Linked DNA regions of Mus musculus: all the other regions are linked to region 4. Evidence: chromatin contacts called from public Hi-C, HiChIP or PLAC-seq and promoter capture Hi-C data. All regions are on one chromosome and are shown on one strand. Each heading gives the region's core, a stretch centred on a gene start, on an enhancer-like site or on the middle of the called end of the contact. The rest is flanking DNA. Distances are from core to core; before and after follow the strand shown.

The links. Promoter capture Hi-C pulls out the DNA fragments that hold promoters and counts their contacts. Hi-C and Micro-C count contacts between places; a contact is called where the count stands out from the background. HiChIP or PLAC-seq counts read pairs in DNA pulled down with a chosen protein or histone mark.
Region 1: a promoter capture Hi-C map of pre-B cells shows a contact between it and region 4, with 4 times the contacts expected there. The contact joins the promoter of Stx11 here to the promoter of Hivep2 in region 4. A contact is called at or near these places in 2 of 39 promoter capture datasets (embryonic stem cells and pre-B cells), 1 of 484 Hi-C or Micro-C datasets (natural killer cells), 2 of 115 datasets of contacts at active chromatin or transcription factors (bone marrow-derived macrophages and regulatory T cells) and 1 of 9 other capture datasets (macrophages).
Region 2: a Hi-C map of CD8 T cells shows a contact between it and region 4, with 2.8 times the contacts expected there. The contact joins the enhancer-like site here to the promoter of Hivep2 in region 4. A contact is called at or near these places in 1 of 484 Hi-C or Micro-C datasets (CD8 T cells) and 2 of 115 datasets of contacts at active chromatin or transcription factors (pancreatic cancer cells and thymic regulatory T cells).
Region 3: an H3K27ac HiChIP or PLAC-seq map of thymic regulatory T cells shows a contact between it and region 4, with 3 times the contacts expected there. The contact joins the promoter of Utrn here to the promoter of Hivep2 in region 4. A contact is called at or near these places in 2 of 39 promoter capture datasets (liver and pre-B cells), 5 of 484 Hi-C or Micro-C datasets (cardiomyocytes, embryonic stem cells and pre-B cells), 7 of 115 datasets of contacts at active chromatin or transcription factors (astrocytes, extraembryonic endoderm stem cells, large pre-B cells and 4 more) and 2 of 9 other capture datasets (adipose tissue and liver).

What each region holds. Positions count from the first base shown.
Region 1 is chr10:12,962,537-12,965,577 of GRCm38.p6, forward strand. It overlaps Stx11 (syntaxin 11), which reads right to left and starts at 1,723. Exons shown (of 3, transcript NM_029075.1): 1 at 1,464-1,723.
Region 2 is chr10:12,819,948-12,823,095 of GRCm38.p6, forward strand. The region is part of intron 1 of Utrn (utrophin); the gene reads right to left. Among named protein-coding and RNA genes, the nearest start is that of Utrn, 40 kb to the right of the region's middle. Within about 2 kb of position 1,359, at least 78 of the 459 cell types and tissues checked have an H3K27ac peak or open chromatin away from gene starts, as enhancers often do. A contact at or near this core is called in CD8 T cells and pancreatic cancer cells, where this site is marked.
Region 3 is chr10:12,860,203-12,863,563 of GRCm38.p6, forward strand. Utrn (utrophin) reads right to left here and starts at 1,533. Exons shown (of 74, transcript NM_011682.4): 1 at 1,366-1,533. The coding sequence starts at 1,444.
Region 4 is chr10:13,965,095-13,968,170 of GRCm38.p6, forward strand. Hivep2 (human immunodeficiency virus type I enhancer binding protein 2) reads left to right here and starts at 1,285. Exons shown (of 9, transcript NM_010437.2): 1 at 1,285-1,603.

The DNA.
Region 1 (3,041 bases), core at 473-2,972, 1.0 Mb before region 4:
CTTCCTAATGGGCTTTTAAATCATAGACATATGCTAATATGCTTTTTAAATCATGCATGTATTGAATGAAAACTAGGCTGCCAACCAAGACAAGCAGATGATGAGAACCCAGACCTTCCCTTGCTGTCCCAGCAGTGATCCAGGATACTCTGATCCCCCACACTGGGGCACCTTCTTTGGGTATAAATTTCCCATAGCATCCATCTCACGGTGTTGGATGTCCAGGAGAATCTGCTCAGCTGTGGCCCTGGCTGCCAGGATAGCATTGTGTCCATATTGCATGCATGGACCTGGATGAAAAGGCTGGAACAGACCAGAACCTTGCAACTGCTGTCTAAGGCTGACCTCAGCTCAGCCAGGATATGCAGTTATTCCTGTCTCTACTGAGCTCCTAGATAGGGAAGTCTATTTCTTAGAGCCTTTATCCAGCCTCAGGGAGACTCAGCATCTTAATGTCTGGCTCCAGCAACCATCTACTTTCTTCAAAAGCTTCTATATGTTTTTTTTTAAGGCACTAATTTGGTAAAAATAAACTTTCTGAAATATTTTAAATTTCAGAGTAACTTACAATCACTTCATTAAATGTCCAGTTTCTACCAACTAGTGAAAACAACAGCCAAATGGTTATTGGATAAAGAAATTAATTTTCTCTTCAGCTTCTGTGGGAAAGCACATGATTTTAAGGGTTTATCTCAGATCAGCCTAGTGACCCTAGCTGGCATGTTGTCCCATCAGGCGCTCTAGGAAACTGAAAACTTGAATAGTTACTTCCTAGGCCGCCTGCCCCAGTTTGACAGTACCAGACTGAATCTTCGGTCTTATTCAAAGTACAGGAATCCAACCTCACTTTTCAAAAGCGTATTAACAAAGCCTTGCAATTGTAGTAGACTTGTGACTCATTTGTGGATACCCGTGTAGAAACAACAGCTCCTCCCTCTGCTGAGAAATGGCTCTAATAAGTGTGAGAGTCACAGGAAGTAAAACGCAGGTCTCAGCTGATGTTCGCGGAGCCAAAGAAGCCAACAGAATTCCGTGGTGTGGTTCTCTAAGCAAAGCCATCAGATCGGTTTCCTAAAACAAACTACCCCAAATCCTCCGTGGGAGCTGTTTCAACGCGGTATCAGTGTTCCTGTATTTCCTGGCTCCTGAGTCATACTGTCAAGTTCAAGTGGAGAAGTGTCCATTCTGATGTGTTAGAGAAAGTGGCGACCGAACTGAATAAAACACCTCCATTAAATAAAAACAACAAAAATTCAAAACAGAAGTTGCCTCAGGAAGCTTCAGAGTCAGTCTACATTTCTGAAGCACTTCTGATAACGCATTATATTCTTAAACATAAAAAAAAAAAAAAAAAAAAAAAAAAAAAAAAAAAAAAAAAAAAAGCTCTCGGCTCTAGGTGAGAAACCCAAAGCCTCGTCCTGAAGGTACCTAGAGGCACAGAGGGAACCACACCCCAAACCCACCTGCAGCTGCGCAGCATCCCTGCCAGCGCGGTCCACCACTCCAGCCAACCCCGAACCTGGGTCCCCGATGTCGAAAGAGTTAGAGAGCTAAGCAGACTCGCGGGACAAAACGAACCGTGATCCTGCGGGGCGCTGATCCAGCGTCCGGACGCCGGGAGGACACCGCGGCGTGTCCCCGCGGCTCTGCCCCCTCCGCTTCTTGCTGGCCCGGGCTGCGCTTCTCAGCCGGGGTCCGAGCCCTGAGCCGCAGGGCCGCGTCTGGTGCTGCTGGCTCCGCCCCTGCCGCGCTGAGGCTGCACAGCTGGGGACCAGGGCCCCGCCCCGGGGACGCCCTCGGCTAGGCGCGCAGCTTCCCGTCCCGACTGGGGTCGCCACGCTGCGGGTTGCTGGGAACCTAAGCACGAGCCTTCTTCCCCTCCTGTGCACCCCGAGATGCTGCGGGCGACGGTGTGGACCACCCGGGAACTTGCTCTTTCTTCTTCCTTGCTCTGGGATGGAGAGATGGGCGGGGCGGGATCCATCGGACTTTCCGCGGGAAAACCCCTCAGCGCGGATGACTTTTGCAGTCCAGAGTAGTTCCGAAACTAGGGCACTAGAAACCGTTTCTGAGCGTGGGTGTGGCTGCGCCAGCGGGGACCCGCACGACTGCCTAACCCGAGGTTGTGGACCACGTAGACACTGAGCCCCGCCTTCCACTAGCCCCTTCCTGCCTGCTGTCAGTGGGACACCCACAGGAGTATTGCCACGACCTTGTCCTCGTTGCCTGGCACCCTACTGGGGGCTCAGAAACAGAAAAGGGGCATTCTGGCTAGGGGGTGGGAAACCGCTGGACAAACAAGGTAGAAGGCTAGCCATCAAGAAACAAAGAAAGTATGAGAGGAGGGGCTGGAGAGATGGCTCAGTGGTTAAGAGCGCTGACTGCTCTTCTAAAGGTCCTGAGTTCAAATCCCAGCAACCACATGGTGGCTCACAGTGGCTCACAACATCCATAATGAAATCTGACGCCCTTCTCTGGTGTATCTGAAAGACACAGCTACAGTGTACTTACATATAATAATAAATAATATTTAATAAATCTTAAAAAAAGAACACAGGAAGAAAGAAAGATGATATGCATTGATAGGAAGCCACCGCCAGAAGAATTTGAGGAACAAGGTGTTACGGTAACCCAAAGTTATCCATCTAATGTGAAATGACCGATGAATCGATCTACTAATGTAAGGCCAGGTAAGGCCAGAAAGACAAATCTCCGGGGCAGAGCAACTTCAGGCAACTTAAGCAGAAACTCCACTTTCATGGAAAAGAAGCTTGTCTCTGCACTCTAAGTGTGGGCCAGCCTGCTCCTCACCTCAACAGAGGACTGTATGGAAAGGAGACGGAAAGTAGTTTTTACCACACACAGAGCAGCCACACAGTTCACCCAATACACAAGGTCAGATACTTAAAGCCAGGTAAAGGTAACACTTTATCCTTGGGGCCTTTCTCCTCCATGCCCCAGCCTTCTGTTTTGTTTTGCTTTTCATTTGTTTTGTTTTGTTTTTTTGAGTCAGGGTTTCTCTGTGTAGTCCTGGCTGTCCT
Region 2 (3,148 bases), core at 109-2,608, 1.1 Mb before region 4:
GAAGGCCGGAGTTGCTTTCTGGTGTAAGTGGCCAGTGCTTTCACGAATCAAGTAGTAGCTCACAGGGCTCTGCGGAAGAACAGAACAACACTCCAGGATGCCCGGTGAGGCAACCTCTTAGCAGCAGCAAGATGGGCCTGTCAGAGACTTAGGAGAAACCAGCATAGTCAACTGCTTAGAGCAGGAGTCCTTCAGATAGCCACTCCCACTACCAGCACCTACCCTGATGGCAGGAAAGAAGGCCATTGCCTGGGCGATTCCTGGAAGGAAGGACAGTTACTTAACCAAGACCGCAAATGATAAACAAAACACAAAACACTGAAAGACAAAGAAGAAAGTAGAAACACTATTTGGTTTGGTTTGGTTTTTCAAGACAAGAGTTTCTCTGTGTAGTGGTAGCTGACCTGGAACTCACTCTGTAGACCAGGGTAGCCTCGAACTCAGAGACCCACCTGCCTCTTTGCACCACCACCGCCTCAATTTAGAAATACTATTTTTAAAAAATAAAAGGACATGTGATTTTCTGAATCATCTACATGTTTTGTTTTGTTCTTTGTTTTTGTTTGGTTTAGTTTAGAGGGTTTTTTTTTTTTTTCAAAGATTTGTTGTTGTTGCTGTTGTTGTTTTCAATTGGGTATGTGGGTGGAAGGTTATATGTATGTGAGTAAGATCTCCACAGAGACCAGGGCTGTCAGATCCCAGTGGAGCTGAGTGACAGGCAGTTGTGAGCTGTTCAACACGGGTGCTGGGAACTAAACCCAAGTCCTCTGAAAATCACTTACATACATGCTCTGGGCTGCTGAGCCATCATACCTCCAACCCTAGCTTGGGATTTTTGAGACCCTGAGGACTACACTATAGTCAAATTTAGCAATCCTCCTGCCTTGACCTCCGAAGTGCGGAGATTACAGTCATGTGCCAGCATATCTGAAGTTACATGTTCTGTCTTTTAGAAATCTGTAAGCATCCTGCATATTGTAGAGCGAGGGGCAGTAAGTGGCTTTTCTTATGAACATTTGTTGGGATTGTGAGAAAAACCTGACCAGTTTCTAGAGAGTTCTAGAATGCTCAAGCTTTATGGCAAGGCGTGAAGAAGATATCCAAGAGTTTTTCTTTTATTATCCTCGATAACAAAACCCAACGGGAAACCTGACCAAATGATGCCCACCAGCCTATGGGTTCAAATAGGGTTGCTCAGAACACTACCCCACTGTCACCTGCCACTGCCTGTCTCCCCACTGACTCTCTGCAGCTAAACATACTAATTTCCCCAGTTCCTAACTACTGGCACCCGCTCACATTGCCTGTGCAAATACTGAAGTCTGCCTCAAAGACCCAGCCCTATCAGCTGCCCCGTCCAAAAGGCAACTCTATCCCTGCTTACAAACCGGCTTCCATGGGCACCATCCACTACAGTCCACCAGGCACAGTTGTCTGCACGTCAACCCTGGCCACAGGACTGTTTCTTTCCCTGTGCAAATGTCCCCATGCAAATCCGAGGGTGCTCTCTCTTCAGAAGATACGGGGATTAACACATGTGAGTCATCGAAGAGCCAGCCTGCAGCTGCTAACACAGAGACGGTCTCGTCCAAACATGGACACTCCACCCACTCGGACTCTTGTGTGTCATCATTTCTCTCCACTGAGAATGAGATAAGCATCTATTTATGACAGTTAGGGCCAGAACTGAGGGGAAAGTGAAAAAAACCCAGGTAATAACTAGACAGGGTCATCCCTGGGAAAGGAACCAGAGGTATTTGCCATCTGGTAGTGTGTGTGTGTGTGTGTGTCTGTGTGTGTGTGTCTGTGTGTGTGTGTCTGTGTGTGTGTGTGTACACCTGCCTGCGTCTCTGTGTCTGTCTTCTATGTATGTGAATTTGTGTCTGCATTTATGTCTCTGTATGTGTGTGTGTGTTTGTCTATCTGTGTCTATCTGTCAGTTTCTCTGTGTATGTCTGTCTGTATACATGATAGAGTATGTGTCTGCCTATATATGTCTATGTATGTGTGTCCGTGTGTGTCTGTCTCTGTGTGTGTCTCTGTCTGTCTCTTTGTATATGTGTGCATGTGTGTCTTGTGTGTTGTCTGTGTGTCTGTTTATATATGTGTGTGTGCATCTGTGTGTCTCATGTGTCTGTCTGTCTGTCTATCTGTGTATCTGTGTGTGTGTGTGTGTGTGTGTGTGTGTGTGTGTGTGTGTGTGTGTTTTCCTGGGTGCAGGTGCATAAAGCCCAGAGGTTAATTAACCTCAAGTATCTTCCCAGATCACTGTCCACTTTGTTTTTGTGAGAAAGGGCCCTTGCTGGAATTCATCTAAGCTAGCTGGCCAGGAAGCCCAGGGATGCTCCCGTCTCTGCCTCCTCTGCCCTGAGATTACAAATGTGTGTTAGCACACTCAGACTTTTTCAAATAATTTCCGGTAATTAAATTCAAGACCTGACCCTGGCAAGCACTTTACTGACTGACTATTGTCCCAGACCATGCCCTTGCAGTTTCTAACACAATGTGGAAGAGTCACAAGAAAGTGTCCAAATGAGGGACAGAAAGGACAAGTGTTAGTTCTCGATTCAGTATCTCCAAATCAGGACACTCAGCAACAAGTTCCCAGTATCCAGGTGATGTGGGCTGCTCATTCGACCAATAGGTTTGGAGAGGAAAGAGGATTGCTCTCTTCTGTGCACCACAGCCCTGAAAGAGCTGGTTCCCAGGCCAGCCAAGGGACTCAGTCTGCAGGCCACAGGTATCATGGCACCTGCTGTGTCCCTACTGCAAGGAGCAGCTCAAGTCCTGGGACCGAGTAGCCAGAGGCTGCAAAAGGAACAAGGAAAGGCAGTGGCTGAGAAAAAGAGGTTGTAACGAGCTCTGCTAAAGGAGAAGCACAGAGCTGGCCTGTGATGAGAGTGATCATCAGCATGAAGAGAAAGGCAGAATAGAGAAAGAAGATCAGAGGGCAGGGTTAGCAAGGAGAAAACACAGAGATTCAAAGAAGAAACGAGAGACAGGCCTGCAGGCCCAGGGCAGCCCCTCCAGCAAGCGAGACATTCCCCAAGCTTGCCAGTCTGTACCCTCGCCAGTAAAGTCTTCTCCCCTGGGGAATATCTGTGAGTAAGGCTGTCTGGCCAACAAAGTATAAATACAGTAAGTATAA
Region 3 (3,361 bases), core at 283-2,782, 1.1 Mb before region 4:
CATTTACCCACGCAGCCACCTTCCTACCCCAGAATCCAAGGTCTTCTGTAATAAAGGTTGATTCGGGACGATGCGAAGGATCACCTGGCCTCACAAGTTATAGACTCTGAGACGTACAGAGACATCTAGCTGTCTCTCTTCCACTTTCCTGTCACTTTCCACATCTCTACATATGAATTCTGTACCCCTAAAATGACATTTAGGAGATCACAGTGAATACACCACACAACATGCCGACGCACTTCCCAAAGAGTCCTTAAAGCTACAAAAACCACTGCATAGTCACAGCCTTATCTGTAACATCCAGACGTTTCACAGACCAAGCACAACCAGCATCACGAAGGGCAATGCATATCCTACTGAGATCTCATTTCCTGCACGTATTTTAGCAGTTTCGACTAAGAAATGAACTCTTACCATAACACACAGACATTTCCAACAGGAAATATCACCTTTGAGTTCTATTCAATGTTGTTGTTGTTGTTGTTGTTGTTGAAGAGTGACACGAAGGAATGTTTATAATGCTGGAGTTACAAAAGGACAATGCTCACACCCAGGTGAGAACTCTATATAATTTTCCCAGCTTAAAAAGGCCATGCTTGCTCAAAAATATCTCCCCTTTGAGCCTGTCTCGGAACCATGTTTGAAGCTCTTTTAAAAATACAGAAATTTTCATTCAGTGGGTTTGGAGCAGAGCCAACACATCTGCATTTGTAAAAAAACTCCCAGTTGATTCATTTGGAGAGCCAGAATTGAAAAGCAGTGGTTATATAATAAGCTGGGGGTGGGGTGGCATCCAAAGACCTCCAATCCGAATGTTCACATGAAAGTCATTCGTCGGTCTTAGTCTGGCTGATTTGATCACACTGGGGAAGACTGTATCTTTAGAAACTAACATTTCTAAAAGGAAAGAGAAGGTCACATGCCAGTGTTAGCATCCAACAGCAATTAGCAGGTGGGCAAAAGGTTAAGGAATCCCACCACAAAATGATCTTTCCACCAGAAACTATGGTATTCGCTACTCTAAGCATGTGATTCCTTTCCGTTTTCAGGTAATAAGGGTAAATGTTAGACTAAGCTTGTCTATCTTATTGACATCATAACTGCGCAGCATCAGTTATGCTGTAGGCAGGAGTTTCTCCCAGTAAAACTACTGCACACACAATGTAACAAAGGCAAGCTGGGAGTGTAAGATAGGCCACACAGAGACTGGAGATTGCCTTTCACAGAGCAATAGTCACTCACGGCTCAGAATTCAGTTTCTCAGAAGTTTACTTAACAAGAACAATGCACAACAAGCTAAGAAATCTCTGTCTTCAACACAGTCTATACAGAGGGCTCCACAGTGATGCATCCATTACTCACCAGATCTGGACTTAATGATGTCACTGAATTCGTTCTGCCCATCATCAGGCCTGGCTTCAAGGTCCCCATACTTGGCCATCTTGAATGAGTTTCAGTATAATCCAAAGGCTTTCCCAGATCCTCTTCTGAAGGCTAAATCTGAAAAATGGTCCAGGCTAGCATGAATACCTAACAGGAAAAGAGAAAGTATTGAGTAGAAATACAGAAACATATTCCTTATTTGTTTTTTCCTTTGCTTCTGGCACAGGTCTGTGTGTGCACATGTGAAAGGGGTGGGTGTGCATGTACATGTGTGCATGTGCACGTGGAGGTCAGAGGCTGACACTTGGGTGTCTGCCTCAACTGCTGCTCTCTACCTTTTATGTTAAAGCAGGGTCTCTGTTTGAACCCCAGGGTTCCCCTGAACTCACATCCCACGTGCTGGGATTACAAACAGGCTGCCAAATGTGCCGGGCATCTGCACGGATACTGAGGTGGGGTGTCAAGTACTTAACTGCTAAGCCATCTCCAGCCACATATAGTCTAAGACACAGTTACGGAGTGGCTTCCTGAGCACATCCACATGAGGCTTTATTTAGCACAGCCTCTTCCACGTGAGTGAGGCTTATGGACACCGAGCTTCACGGATAAAATGAAATTCACTCTATAATCAATGACCTCATTACAACCCTGATGACTGACAGCAGTCCGGAAGAGAAAGATAAAGTCATAAAGTCATAAAGTGGACGAGTCACACCTGCCCAGGGCCACTGAGAAGGCCTTCCTAAGCAATGACATTTGGGTCTATCCTTCAAGGAGAGGAAGAAGTTCACTAGCTACAGGGCAAGTAGAAAAGAGAAGAGCTTGGTATGTGAAATATTAGCGCCGCTGAGAACTGGGAGGCAGGGGGCTAAGTCCTGCTTTTGGGAAGCACGTCACACAGCCGAGGAAGAAAGCTGGGGCCAGAGATTCCTAGAGAGGCTTGGATACCTGTCTGAGGAGAAGGACAATCAGAGAGGTGACATAAGCCCGTTCACACCATGGCTTGTCAGTAGACCAGAGTAACTCAGGAAGCACCAAGGACTACAGTACATTAGAGCAGTGCTCTCATTAAAGAACTTAGGCCGTGAGAAAGGAGATGTCGAATGGAAACATTTCAGCTCTTCTCTGCATCTGAAATTGTTTCATGCTACTGCGTTAGAGAAAAATAATCCCACGCTTGACCAGACTTTACAAAAGCATCAATGGGGCCTCAGGTGATAAATGGAATCACAGCGCACCCTCTGTTGAGTATCTCTGTCTGTCGGAGAATCAATCATGAGGCTTATCATGGGCACACAAATTGGAAGAGGCTATCAAAACAAAAGGCCTAGGGAATTAGGAGATGGGTCTGTGGGTAAAGAGCCTACTGCACAATCATGGGAACCTGACTTCAATCCCTCGAATTTTATAAAAATAAAAGAGGGAAGCAAGCATGGGCATGTGCCAGCAATGCCTGTTTCCAACTACTTCCTCTGGAAACAAAGGATCATAGCCAACCAGCGAGCCCCAGGTTCAATGAGAGATCCTGTCTCAAAAATAAGGCACTATGCCAATCTCTGGCCTCCAAACTATAATACACACAAACAACACACACATCCCACAGGCCCAGTGTCACTCAAACAAAAACCACCCAAAGAAAGGTAGTTTCTTCATGGATTAAACAAAACAAAAGAGACCTGACCACCAAATACTATCCTGGGTTGAATTTTCAAAGAAAACATTTTAGGGTTTACTTTAGGCAATATTATTATACCAATGTTACACTGCAGGATTAGTTAGCAGCGATGTTAGGGAGGAGGATATCTTCCATTGTAGGAGACACTATGAAGTCATTAGTGAGAAGTATGACAGGATCTTCGACGTCTATGCATTTATATATATACAAATCGATACGCACAAGCATACATGCAAAGATACACACAGGCAGAGGAAGTAAATGTTATAAAGAAAATACGAGCAGCTCTGTATCTGTTGT
Region 4 (3,076 bases), core at 35-2,534:
AAGCCGGCAGCTGCTCCCCGCACCGCTGCCCTAGCCTATTTGAATACCCAGACGAGGGCGGGCGGCTTCCTGAGCAGGGTGCACCCGGGGCGCCCTGGGGAGTGACCCCGGGGAAAGCAATTGGGGCGTTTCGAGCTCGTGAAAACTTCGTGCTTCCGCCCCGGCACGGAAAATGCTAGTGAAACACACTGTGAGCTCCAGGGGCTGCAACATAATTCCCCACCACCACCCGAATTGTTAACAAAATCGTGAGTGCAGCTGGAGGGTGAAGAGGCGAGAAATCCTTGGTACGCGGGCAAAATGTAAGGATCCCACAGATCACAAGGAACCAGTACGTGGGAAAGGGGGCTAGAGAGGGAAGGGAATGGGCGCGAAGGAGGTTTCCACACCCTAGTAGGAAATTCTCAGACCGCTCCAGACTCGCCAGTGTTTCTGCGTGGCAAGCCGATACCCGCTCTCAGCGGAGATCTCGGCTCCGAGGCAAGAGAGCGCGACCGCGACCTTCCCTCCCCGCGCGCCCGCATCAGGGCCAGTCCGGGTCGCACATCCTTCGCCCCGCTGGCCTGCTCCAGACTGGTTTTTCTGGTTCAGCCTCCCTCCCAGGGACGCGCTGGGGGATCCGATGACGTCGCTGGCTGAGTCTCTCCCTCTTCCTCCCTCCCTCCCCTCTCCCCCGCCCGCCCTCGCCGCGCACTCCTCCTAGTAACTTCTGTTCGGGGAGGCGCTGCCAGGAATAACCCGGTGCGTCCACAGCCCGGAGGGGAGGTGGCCGCTGCGGCTCCCGCACGCCGACAAACTGCGGCCCGGGTCCTGCGGCTCAAGCCCCAGCCTAGCGGCCCTGGCCCCCGCCCTGGCTCCATCTCCTAACAGTGTCCGAAAATAAATAAATATATAAATAAAGACAAGAGGAGCCTGGGCTGGCGGTGGGGATCGCCTCCCTCCCTCCTCCCTCCCTCCACGCCCGCCCTCCCTCTGTCCTTAAGGAAATGCTACCAGACACCCCCCACCAGACACGCTCAGCCTGGGCGAGGAGCAGCCGCCGCAGCAAGAACAAGGGCACCGGGGGGCTTTCCTCCCCTCCTCCTCTCTCTCCTCTTCCTCCTCCTGCGCTGCGGTGACTTTACAGGTGAGCGGCCGCCGCGGCTGCGAGGATCCCCCCCACCGCCCGCCGCGTCGCGCCCTCCTTCGGCCGCTGTCACCCGGACTGCCGGGAGCTGACAGCCGCCCGAGGGGCTCGCGGCCGGGAGGCTGGCGGCCGGCGGGAGGCGGGCTGGAGGTGAGGGGGTGGAGAGCTGGAGAGCGGGGCGCCGCCGTGCGCTGTCTCTCCCCGGTGGAGGAGGGTCTCCGCAAAAAGAGAAAGAAAAAGGAAAAAGAAAAAAAAAAAAAGACATCTTCGGTGACTGTGGCACAAGTATTTGCCAAGTTGAGTCTTGGACATTGAAGCTTGCCCGGAGCCCGAGCAACTTGAAAGGTCCTCTGGCTGGGTAGCAGCCTCCCTCCACGCTTCGACTCTTGGGTACTGGGTGCAGCCCTGGGGTGCGTGGAGGGCGCACCGGCCGCTGGCAGAGCAGAGCGGCGGGAATCTAGGTCCCTTCTCGGCTCGGTAAGTGGCCTCGGTTCTGTGTTTTTCCTGCCTGCACCAGAGATCGAGCTTGTTTCACTTTACCCTGAAATCGCCTTCGCCCAACTCCATCGCCCCCTTCGCGGCGCGCGCCCCCGGCCGCTTTCCTGGTGGCCCAGGGGTAAGGGTCGGAGGAGGCGGGGATGGGGGAGACCTAAGCAAGGGGGGGGGGGTCGGGCGCATTAGGAAATGCGGGGAATACCCTGGCCGAGGTTCTATGCAGATGAGGGGAGGCTGCTTTGCGTAATGTCCTGGGGGGAGGGGGCCGCGCGGGAGCGCTGGAGGCAGGAATGTGCCTGGTTACTAATGAGGGACGTGCACCGGCGCGCACCGCCGGGCCACCGCTGCGGCTGCCGCGGCCGGCGGTCCGTTGTCAAGTAGCGGGGGAGGGGGCGCGGCGCGGCGCGGGGCTGGGGGCGGTGCGGGCGGGAGGGCGAGCGGGCGAGCGGACGGCAAGGGCCGGGCTGCCGGCCTGCGGCCGAGCGAGCGCAGCGGAGGCGCTGGCGCTGGGCATTTCTGTGACTCCTTTCTCCTCCCGAGCGAGGAAGGAAGGAAGGAGAGAAGGAAGGAAGGAAGCGAAGAAGGAGGGGACTGTCTCCATGGAAGGTTCAGGCGGAGGCGCCCTCGCCTTGCGGGTGCACCGGCCGCAGAGCGGCTCCAGCCGCCGCCGGCTGGCCCCCGGCGCTTGGAGACGGGTGGGGGCGGATTGCATGCTTGTTTGTGCTTCTGGTCGGGGGATCGGGAAGAAACATGTGTGTTTGGGCAGTGCACCGCGAGGAGCTGGGTCTGCGCCTTTATGTCTGTTCCCTGAAGTGGGTGGAACGTTGGCCCGTTCCGGGAATGTTCCATGACGTGGTGCAGCCACAGGAAGGGGGTTAACGAGGGGCTCTCTGCCGCGGCGGCTCTGCTGGCTGCTATCAAAGCAGATGTGCTGCTGCCGCCGCACCTCTCACCTCCCTTCACCCCCAACCCCCTCCTTTCCATTCTGTGCGTCTGGTGCTGGTAGGGCTAAGACAGGAAAACATAGCGTCTATGTATGTGTGTGTGTGTGTGTGTGTGTGTGTGTGTGTGGTGAGGGTGATGTGTCTGTCGTATTTGGTGGGGGAACGACTCCAGATCAGCCTTGCCATCCCAGCTGTTATCACAGATCGGTGCGCTTTATACGCATGTGCCTCCCGCGTCCTGTCCCTCTTACATAACATATCCAGTGCAGCAGAGGACAGGAGAAAATGCGACCCCAACCCTCCACGCTCAGTCTCTGTGGAGGCTAGAAGGTCGGAGAGGGTCTCTGGATGTTGTGCTGCAGGGATGCGGCTCCCAGTGGGGAAGAGACCGAGGGGAAGCAGGGTCTCTTGTAGTGGTTCCTCAGTCGCCTACTTGAAAGCATCTAAGTGCAAAGGACTGCAGGAACTAGTCCTCTGAATGCGAAAGCTTTTGACTTGCGTCGCCAAGGGA